2 separate regions of the Mus musculus genome follow, and region 1 is linked to region 2. Evidence: chromatin contacts called from public Hi-C data. All regions are on one chromosome and are shown on one strand. The core of a region is the stretch at or near the end of the contact, and the rest is flanking DNA. Distances in the headings are between cores, read along the strand shown. Region 1 has its middle 77 kb from the start of Irs2. Region 2 overlaps Myo16 (myosin XVI).

Region 1 (4,843 bases), core at 1,764-4,263, 480 kb before region 2:
GTCTTATTTTTGTTTGATCAATAAATATTGATATCTATAGATACCGATGAATGGAAATGCCAAGAAAATTGTGCAGAAGATTGACATCTGACTCTTCTTGGGACCACTTTATATTTGGGTAGAGTTGGTCGTGAGCTGAGAACAGAGTCTGTAGGTCTCAAACAGGTAAATGAGGTGTCTGAGTGGGGACAGCAACAGTGTCCTGAGACGGTGTTTGCCATGCTCCCTGGGGTACTAGATTTGGAACTTCTGACTTAGAGTCTTAAACGCTCTATGTAGGTCCCAGTGATTTAATAACCAGGCTGAACACACATAGAGGGAGGGGGCATTTAGAAGGAGCATTCTGCTCCTTCCTGACTTATCTGAGAGTCTCTCTAAGCTGTTCTCTCCCCCCTTTCTCTCCCTCCTCTCTCCCTCCTTCCATCCTTCTCACCCTCCCCCCTTTCCCTTCCCTCTCTTTCAGTCTCTTGGTCTCAGTCTCTCTCTCTCTCTCTCTCTCTGTGTGTGTGTGTGTGTGTGTGTGTGTGTGTTCATGTGTGAGCGCAGGCATGTTTGTGTCATACCTCCTGTGTGGAAGGCCTAGCTTTCAGATGTGTTTGTTGGAGGCAAAACCTTGTGCATTTTGACTCTGTACGCACTAAGCTAGTTGGGCAAGGAGCTTTGAGAGGATTTTCTGGTTCTCACCTCCCATCTCCCTGAAGTAGAACTGGGGTTACCCTACTGTATTCTGCTTTAAGTAAGTTCTAGGGGTCTGACCTCAGGTCCTTGTGCTTGCACAGCCAGCTCGTTAAGCTCTGGTCCCCTTCCATGCCTCTCATTAAGGCTTGCAAAGGTGGGCTGGTGAGATGGCTCAGTGGGTAAGAGCACCCGACTGCTCTTCCGAAGGTCTGGAGTTCAAATCTTCTGGAGTGTCTGAAGACAGCTACAGTGTACTTACATATAATAAATAAATAAATAAATAAATAAATAAATAAATAAATAAATAAATAAATAAATCTTTTAAAAAAAGACTTGCAAAGGTTTCTGGGTGATGCTTGCTGTTGATATACGCTTGCTCGCTGGCTTGGAATCAACGACAATTCACATATGATCCCTCAGGGACCAGGTACCCAGACTATAGGATCCTGCTTGGAAATGCCAACATGGGGAACTTTAAGGGACATTTAAAACTTGAAGTTGCCCAGGACTTCAGAGCCAAGCCACAATATGTTAATGGCATACAAATCAGATGCAAATTCATGCAAATACATCTTTCAATTGCAGTTCTCCTCATGCCTTAGTGTGGTCCTTGGGGAAGAGTCCTCCTGTAGACCCTTAATCTAAAAAGTTGATTTAATAGCTTCTCCCTCCGTAACCTTTTGTTATCTAATTACCTTCATTAGCTGGAATAATGCATAAATGCACTTTGCAGAATTCCTTAAGTAAGAGATCTTTGTTTTCTTAAAGATATTCTTATCTGGTAAGTAATTAGTCTGAGCACACACACACACACACACATACACTGATCTACATGCACACGCATGTATATGCACATGCATGAGTATGCACATTTTGAAAAAATTAGCATACAATAGAAGGGATGGCTGTAGGAAGGAGGTTGGGGAGATGCCAGTCAGGAAACACACAGTTGCAGATGAGAAAGGTTGTTCAAGAGTTTTACTTCACAGCCCGGTGAGCAGGGTGAAGGCCGACTGCCTGGACTCTTGACAAGTGTCAAGAGATCATATACATGCTCTCATGAAAAGGAGAGCTGTGTGAGGTACTACTGAAATTCCTAACCAGACAAAAACCTCTACCCCTCCCACTGAGGTTCCCAAACACACAGAAAGCAGGATTCTGCCAAAGTCCACTCTGGAGAACCAGAGGTTAATTGAGCATTGGTTACTTAGAGGGGTCTAGATGCCCCTCCCCACAACAGGCCACCCTGGAAAGCTTTCACTCAGCAGGGATAGGGTTTACCTGCAGCCAAATAGAGGGAGTCCTTCTTCTAGTCTTTCCTTGTGTGTATACTCTCATTCCTCATCAAGAGCACAAGGCATTAAGGCAGACTTGTATACCACAGATGGTAGAGAGTGGCTGCACTCTCATGTGATGGTCTGGTGACCCTTCCCACCCCTCCATGAGGAGGTGTAAACAACCAGCAAGCCCAGATTGGATACTCTTTCTGCAAGAGGGTAGTATAGATGAACTCCCAAGATGGCCACTGCTTGGCTCGGAGAGCAGTGACTTACAACACGAGGTGATGGTTCTTAGCCATCTAGGAGCAACAAGTCCTCAGTGTGTCTACACTTCAAATCATTGCATTTTTTCACAGCAAACACATACAACCCTGGTCAGCTGAGGGGAATGTAAACAGAAGATACACTTGTCCGGCTCCTTACGTTCTGATGATGGGCATAGACAGGAACGGGCTCATTGAGAACTGCGCTTTGAAATGGTTTGTTTCCTGTCCTTGGGAAAGCCCAGCATGCCTAACAGAATCTGCAGCAATGGCAGTGGAGATCTTTCAGATTTTCAGAACCCTGTCAGGTATGTTGTCACCCATAATTATCCCTCAGGCCCCTGGCACAGAGGAGAGACACTGCCTTCATCTCTTACATCCACTGCCAAGTACATCCAAAGTGCTCAGTGAGTGTTTACAATTGGGAGAGGGAGCCACAGGCCTGTTGTGTAAGGCGGAGAGCTTCAGGGAACCTTGCCACAGCACCCCCCAGTGTGAGTCATACCAACACCAATTCCCCCTTGGAGAGAGTCCCTGGGAAGCAGTAGAAAGAGCAGCCAGGATCTAAGCAGCTGATTCTCCCTATTTTGCCTCCCTGCCTCTCTCTGGTGTCTTTAAATCTTCAGATTCCAACAGAGAAGCTGCTGTGGGTGAATCCCACTGCATGCTCTGCAGAGGAATCCAAGATCAGGGTGCAGAGCCCACTCCCACAAAGATACCAAATCATCCAGCTTTGTTTTCATCCCCGAACTGGCAGGCATTCACCTCTGGGGCTCTCCCCTTCCTGAAGCTAGAACTGGTCGGCAAACATAACAAGAGAAGGGATGTTTACTCCTTCATTCGCTGGGTCATGGTCCTTTCTGTTCCCCGTGATGGACAGAAAAGCAGCTGACCTTATGAGGAACATTGGTACCAGTACAGCCTCCTTATTCCTGTGCTGAACTTATAGGGGACAAAAGGAAAGATATCTTGTAATCAACACGTCCCTGCTGCATCTTGATATATTATGTTTTAGCCAGGACATTCAGTGCGGTTTATCATTCACAGACCTCAGAGAGTAGACTTGAGGCAGATAGCAGTGGTCTTTCTAAATGGCACTGCCCTCTTGAGAACTGCACTGACTCCAGGTAGATAGAACCTACTGTGAACACCTCCCTCTTTGTTCAGCATCTCTAGCTGTTACTTAATGAAGACTGACATGGTGGTCACCGATATTGATTCTCTAAACATCCCTGTGTGGCATAGGCCACTCCTACTTTCGAGCTTCAGTGAAGAACTGGACATAAAAACCTGAAGTATTAATATTTGATTTAGTCAGAGTCAAACCCAAGAAACGGAGACTCAGAGCCTGAGCTATGAACTGCAGTGCATAGCAGTGCCTTGGCTATGCACCACAGCCATACGGCTGCCTGGGAACTTTTGCCATTTGTTAGTCAAGAGTGATCCCCAAAGATCTGACCCTGGAAGTAGTCCCAGAAAAATTAGGCTCTTTCAGAGATAGGGAGAGCCTGCATCTGTGAGCACATCTGAAAACAAAGAGTTGGGTGTGATCTTCTGGCAGGAAGTGGCTGCTGAGATCTGGCCATCCTCCAGTGAGGGTGGCTAGCTTCTGTTCTGCCAAAGATACAGGCCAGTCTTGAAGATGTTGTGCAGGGCAGATTAATCTCATAGCCCAGAGAAAATGGCCCAGCTGAAGCTGAATATAAAGTGCCTAAGATTTTGAAAACTACATCTGGTGAGCAAAGATAAGATGAGAGGCACCAGGCCCAGATCAAAGCAGCCTAGAGCAGCGTCTTCTCCAGTTTCTGAGGGAGCCACCTGTAGTCCACAGGGCTTCTGCACACACGTGGAAGCCACGGAAATCCAGGACCATTTCTCACCTCAAGAGCCTGCAGGGCTAGTTCTGAGCCGCCACGTGCTGCTTCTCGAAGATGATCATTTGGGGCATGCGGGGCATTTCCAGTCCTCTCTGAGCCTTGCCTGCTGCCGTATGAACTTTGCATGTGTTAAATAAATGTTTGCTGGGTGAATCCACCACAGAGCTCATTTCCTTCTGTACCCATTCATCTTGGGATCAGACTTAGAATCAGTGAAGAATTTGGTGTGGCGTCTGGGCGTGTCTGTGAAAGTATGTCCATAGAAGATTCAGTGAGGAACTGTGATGCACCCTGAGTGAATGGCTGAGGGCTACACAAAACAAAAGGGGGAAAAAGGAAAAAGCCATGGACTGCCATTGTTTCCTCTGCCTCTGCCTGCCAATCAGCCATGCTGTGAGACACTTCTCTCTACCTCATGCTCCAACCACCATGATGTTGGTCCAACCACATGGGGTGAAGCAAGCATGACTGAACCCACTGAAACTGTGAGAAAAGAAAGCCCTTCCTCCTTTAGATGTGAAAAGTGACCATCCCACTCGATTGCTGTGCTGGGGAGTTTTATGTCAGCTTGGCACAGCCACAGTATTTTAGGAGGAGGGAATCTTAATTGAGAAAATGCTCCCTAAAATTGACCCATGTGGTATTTCCTTAATTTATCGTTCATTGTAGGAGAGCCCACACCACTGTGGGTGGGGCCATACCTGGGCTGGTGGTCCTGGGTTCTATAAGGAAGCAGGCTGAGCAA
Region 2 (4,923 bases), core at 506-3,005:
AGATACGGCTGTAAGTCTACAGTAAGAACAGGTATGTGTCTAGGGAAATACTTCCGAAGCATTTCCCTGGCAAGCAGAAGCAGGGATCTGAGTTCAAATCCCCTAGAACCACAAGAAAGCACTGGGCACAGTGGTACTTAATCAGATACTCAGGTACTGTAATCAGATCTCTGAGGAGGCAGAGACAAGGTCACTGGCTGGCCTAATACCGAGGTTGATGGCATTCAAGGTATGACAGCTTTAAGCTATTTTCTGACCTCCACATTCATGTGTGTGCACGCGTGCACACACACACACACTCGCGCAAACACACACATGCACACAGAAACGCACACACACGTACACACATACACACACATGCTCACAGAAACGCACACACACGTACACACATACACACACATGCACATGCCCACGCACACACACATGCCCTGAGAAGTGCTGAGGTGAGGATCCGTTATGAAATACATGCTTTCCTGCAACGCACAGGATTCAACACTGGGCACCAAACACAATAATCTTGGAGACTGTATGCCTGGTATAGAGAAGACACATTTGAAAACAAATGGATTGTATGGCTAGTAACAATGTATTCAGTGTCAGTCAGACGGAATGAACTCTGGACTTCACCAGTGGGTACAGCTATTTGGGAAACATTAGGTCAGCAAATCTGAAGAAAAGTTGGACTGGTAGACAGCAGACTTCTAACATCCCTCTGCTGCATTCCGGAAGTCCTCAAAGGGGGCTGTGCTTTTCTTTTTTCTTTTAGTCTTTATTGGCTATTTTATTTATTTACATTTCAAATGTTATCCCCGTTCCTGGTTTCCTCTCCACAAACACACACGTGCACACACATCCTCCCTCCCTCCTGCTTCTATGAGGGAGCTCCTCCACCCACCCACCCATACAGAGAAGCCCTTGCTAACAGGAGCCTGGTATAGCTGTCCCCTGAGAGGTTCTGCCAGAGCCTGACCAATACAGAGATAGATGTTGGCAGCCAACCATCGGTCTGAGTACGGGGTCCCCAATGGAGGAGTTAGGGGAAGGACTGGAGGAGCTGAAGGGGTTTGCAAACCCATAGGAAGACCAACAATATCAACCAAACAGACTCCCCAGAGCTCCGAGGGACTAAATCACCAACCAAAGAGCACACATGGAGGGGCTGAGCTTTTCATGCCTTGCATTTTAGGTCTCTTACCTTGTCTCTAAGGCAAACCATGACTCATTGCCACATGTGTGTGTCTTGCTGTGGAAACAGTGAAAGGAGAGAGCCAGTGTCTTCCTTTGATTCATCAGAGTAGCTGAGGGATGGTAGAGGGAGACCAGAACCAACCAAACAAGACCAGGAGCGTCCACTGTGGTCTTCCACATAAGTTCAAGCACACGGAGAATGAGGTAAGGCCCAGCCTCCCCCTTAGCAGCTTACGTTTAACTCCTTAGAAGCAGGCTATGTGGTTTTAACTTGCCCATGAACTCAGCGAACTTGCCATCTGACCCTTGCCAAATGACCAACTCTCTGTCTTCTTTATACCACATTTTATCTTTATTAAATGGGTGTCGTTGACACTAATTACAAAAGCACAGAATGGGATTCATTTGGCGGTTCCCTTTAATCCCACTGCCGTTCAGCACTGGTTTTATGCAATTCCTGTGGAATTGTTCTGGCAGAAAATCTAAAAGGCGACACGCCTGACTGTGTCTGTACTTCCTCTATAAATGTCAGAGAAGAGATAAATCCTGGGGACGTGTGGCAGTTTAACCACAATGTCCCATAACTCACAGCTTCTCGGCAGTAAGGAATCTGCTGTACATTTGAGTGCCCCCAGTCAGCACGACAGCAAAGGAGCATGGATTTCCATGCTTGGGGGAAGCAGGGTGAGATGACTGAGTACTTCTTCCAGGGGAGGGTTCATATTCGCAAAAGCCTCTTTGGAAATAGGAGATGAGAATAATTCCCCAAACTTCCCCCAAGGTTCTCTGTCTTTTAGCTAAACCCATGAATGGGCAGGAAGATCCAGAGCCTGCACTTCACAAACCTACTTCCAGCCTGCTCCTTGAGCCAGAAGCACAGCGCAGTGGCTGAGAGAGGGCAGGCAGGTTCGCATTCTGAGTAGTACAGGGGAGTCAACTCTGACACAGGCAGCCCCTGTGCAGGGCAGGGAGGTTGGAATGGCCACATGCTGGGCATCTGTAAGGCTTGCAGAGCAAAGCAGACACATCTCTCAGGAACACAAGCAGGATTAAGACAATTTATTATCCCTACCAATCAGCATTTCCTTTCCACCGAGGCACCTATAGATCAGCACAAGTGATTTCCACAGATTGCCTACTGTAGAGATTTATTTTTAAGATTAAAATTATTGATTTTTTTTTCACGCCACCTCATCAGTGCTACTTAGAAAGATCTCAGCTCATAATGCGGCTGTGCCTACGTGGCATCAAATATGTCCCCGAACGCTAACCTTAGGGCCACAAGATGGCTTCGTCCTGCATTCCTTTGCATTCTAAAACCACCAGGGTATTATTTTATCCCGAATAATCTTTATTTTGGTGTAATATCTAAGGTTAAAAAGGGTGTGCATGAACATGTAATCCTCACAAACACACAAGGCTTTTTAATTTAACCATATTCTCACAGTAAATGGTATCATGCATGTACTTGTGTGTGTATGTATGTGCATGGGTTCATGGGCTTATGAGTGCATGCATATGTGTGCAAAGGTGTACACAGGCACATGTGTGTGCAGATTCACGTGCATGTCTGTGTGCGTGCATGTAGAGGTTAGAGGTCATGCATGTAGAGGTTAGAGGTCATGCATGTAGAGGTTAGAGGTCAACCTTCAGTGTTGTTCCTCGGGAGATGTTGAATTCATTTTTTGAGACAGAGTCTCACAGTGGCCTAAAACTCACTGGGAAGGCTAAGCTGGCTAGCCGGCAAATGACGGCCATCTGCCCATCTCTGCTTCTCCTTCAATGAAGTTTAAACACGTGCTACAACATCCATCTTTTCCCTGGGTCTTAGATTTCATGCTTGCACAATTAACAGAGACATTGGAAGCCCCCCACACAGTACACCTCCAAGTCTTTGTCCCTATAGTCTTCTACTTTACCCCAAGTCAAATGCAGAAAACACCATCCCTGTCAGCAGGTTTTATACCATCACCACCAGCAGCTAGTGATTTTAAAGAACCACAGCAAAATGATGTCTACAATACGCTACTTAAAAAAAAAATGCTTGCTTTTAGCTGTTCAGGGACATTGTTCTTTTTCCAAAACAAGCAGAAAATTGCAGCCAGCTGAGATGGAGGAGAGAGAGAGAGATGTTCAGACAAAGCACACAGACAGCAGTGAGAACTACCTGAGTTCTCAGACCAGGAAGGAGACCCATCAACAGGACTCAGTGGCTGTCTGCCATGGTTTTACTACACTCATTGCTGTGTGGGGAGGACAGGGTGTCCTTACCTGGGTGGTGTGGCTCTCCCGATTTCTCTGAAATGATGAAGTCCCCATGCCACTCAGACACAGCCTTGAGCACCCATCGTCCTCAGCTAAACCTGTAGAAGTCGACACACAGAGCTGTAGTGAGTTTGCACCTCCTTGTCGAAAGGGAAAAACAATGTTCATATGTAGTTAACTAGACAGTGTCATATTCTGTGCACTAACCCATTAGACAATAGCAGATATTAAATTTTGCAGCTAGATGGGAATATCTGAGGCTACTGTAGTTTCAGTAAGCAAAAGAAGAGAGATACTGCCAGGGAGAAAACTGCAAACAGGTCAGATCAGCACAGAAGTGACTGAAGGAGGGACGTTTTCCTAGAGTCTAGAAACAATTCAAAATGCACTTCTAGGAAGAGAGAAGCAGGCTGACAGTGTTTCCCAACTGCATGTTGATGAATGTTAGCATTTCATCTGCCGGGGCAGAATAGAGGAAAAACAGGGACTGAAGAAACGTGACACAGGAGCCCACCTGGGTGCCATGGAAACCAGAGTTGATGCTGGGCAGCTAGGAAGGTAAAACTGACCAATTACAACCTACCAGCTCTTAGCTAAGGACCAAGTAAACATGGCCTTTCAGGAAAAACACACACCCCTCCCGCAAAGGGCACAGACATCCTGTGAGGCATCGGGTGATGTTCTTCATTATTCTGTGCAGCAGAGGCCTGTCTCTGACCCTTGGCATTTGGCCTGTATAATTCTCTGTTCTAAGTCTGTCCTGTGCATTATAAACAGTAGCATCCCTCGTCTTTACGCACTGGATTCACCCTGACTCATGACAATCAAAATGATTTTAGACATTATTGAATGCACCTTGGGGACAGATCTGTTCCCCTACAATGATTGAGAGCCACCATGATGGAGGTAGCATGTACTGCCCCAAGTGACTTGATTAATAAACATGAACAGATAAAAGGAGAACTAACTGCCCCATGGAATGAATTCAACCCAGAGAACTTTAAATACTGAAGCAATTACTCATCTCCTCTGGAAACATAATTAACCAGCACAGTTTAATTGATTAAACATATACATGATTCCTAAATTAAAAATCATTAGGAAATCACTGTGCATTTTTCCAATTACAGGAGTGTGCCAGTTCCTCAGGGAGATCTGTGTCCAATCAACATAAGGAGGGCCAGTCTGCCTTCTGAGTAAACGTACACAGGCCTCCGTGTGAAAAAGGCCTGTCAATGCTTCCCGTAGCCATTTCCTCCTGTATGAAACATTCCATCCTGGAGGGAAACTCCTTAAGACTCAGAAAGTCAAAACAAAACAAAACAAAACTAGTTAAGACCCAGGAAGCCAACAACTCATTAGTTGTAGGAAGTCTCTGAAACTGGCCAGATTCACAAGGTCATTCGTCTCCAAGGTCATATAAGCAGTAAGGACTGCTGGGTGCAGAGGAGAGGAGACCCTCTAATCTGT

Evidence for each region. A called contact is a pair of places that touch in the nucleus more often than the background predicts.
Region 1: a contact with region 2 is called in a Hi-C map of the N1E-115 cell line, with 2.6 times the contacts expected there. The contact joins two enhancer-like sites. A contact is called at or near these places in 2 of 484 Hi-C or Micro-C datasets (the N1E-115 cell line and bone marrow-derived macrophages) and 1 of 115 datasets of contacts at active chromatin or transcription factors (large pre-B cells).

Annotation. Positions count from the first base shown.
Region 1 is chr8:11,083,256-11,088,098 of GRCm38.p6, reverse strand. No RefSeq gene overlaps it. Among named protein-coding and RNA genes, the nearest start is that of Irs2, 77 kb to the right of the region's middle. Within about 2 kb of position 3,013, at least 39 of the 459 cell types and tissues checked have an H3K27ac peak or open chromatin away from gene starts, as enhancers often do. A contact at or near this core is called in the N1E-115 cell line, where this site is marked.
Region 2 is chr8:10,603,418-10,608,340 of GRCm38.p6, reverse strand. It overlaps Myo16 (myosin XVI), which reads right to left. Exons shown (of 35, transcript NM_001319151.1): 34 at 3,460-3,551. Among named protein-coding and RNA genes, the nearest start is that of Gm32330, 67 kb to the left of the region's middle. Within about 2 kb of position 1,755, at least 33 of the 459 cell types and tissues checked have an H3K27ac peak or open chromatin away from gene starts, as enhancers often do. A contact at or near this core is called in the N1E-115 cell line, where this site is marked.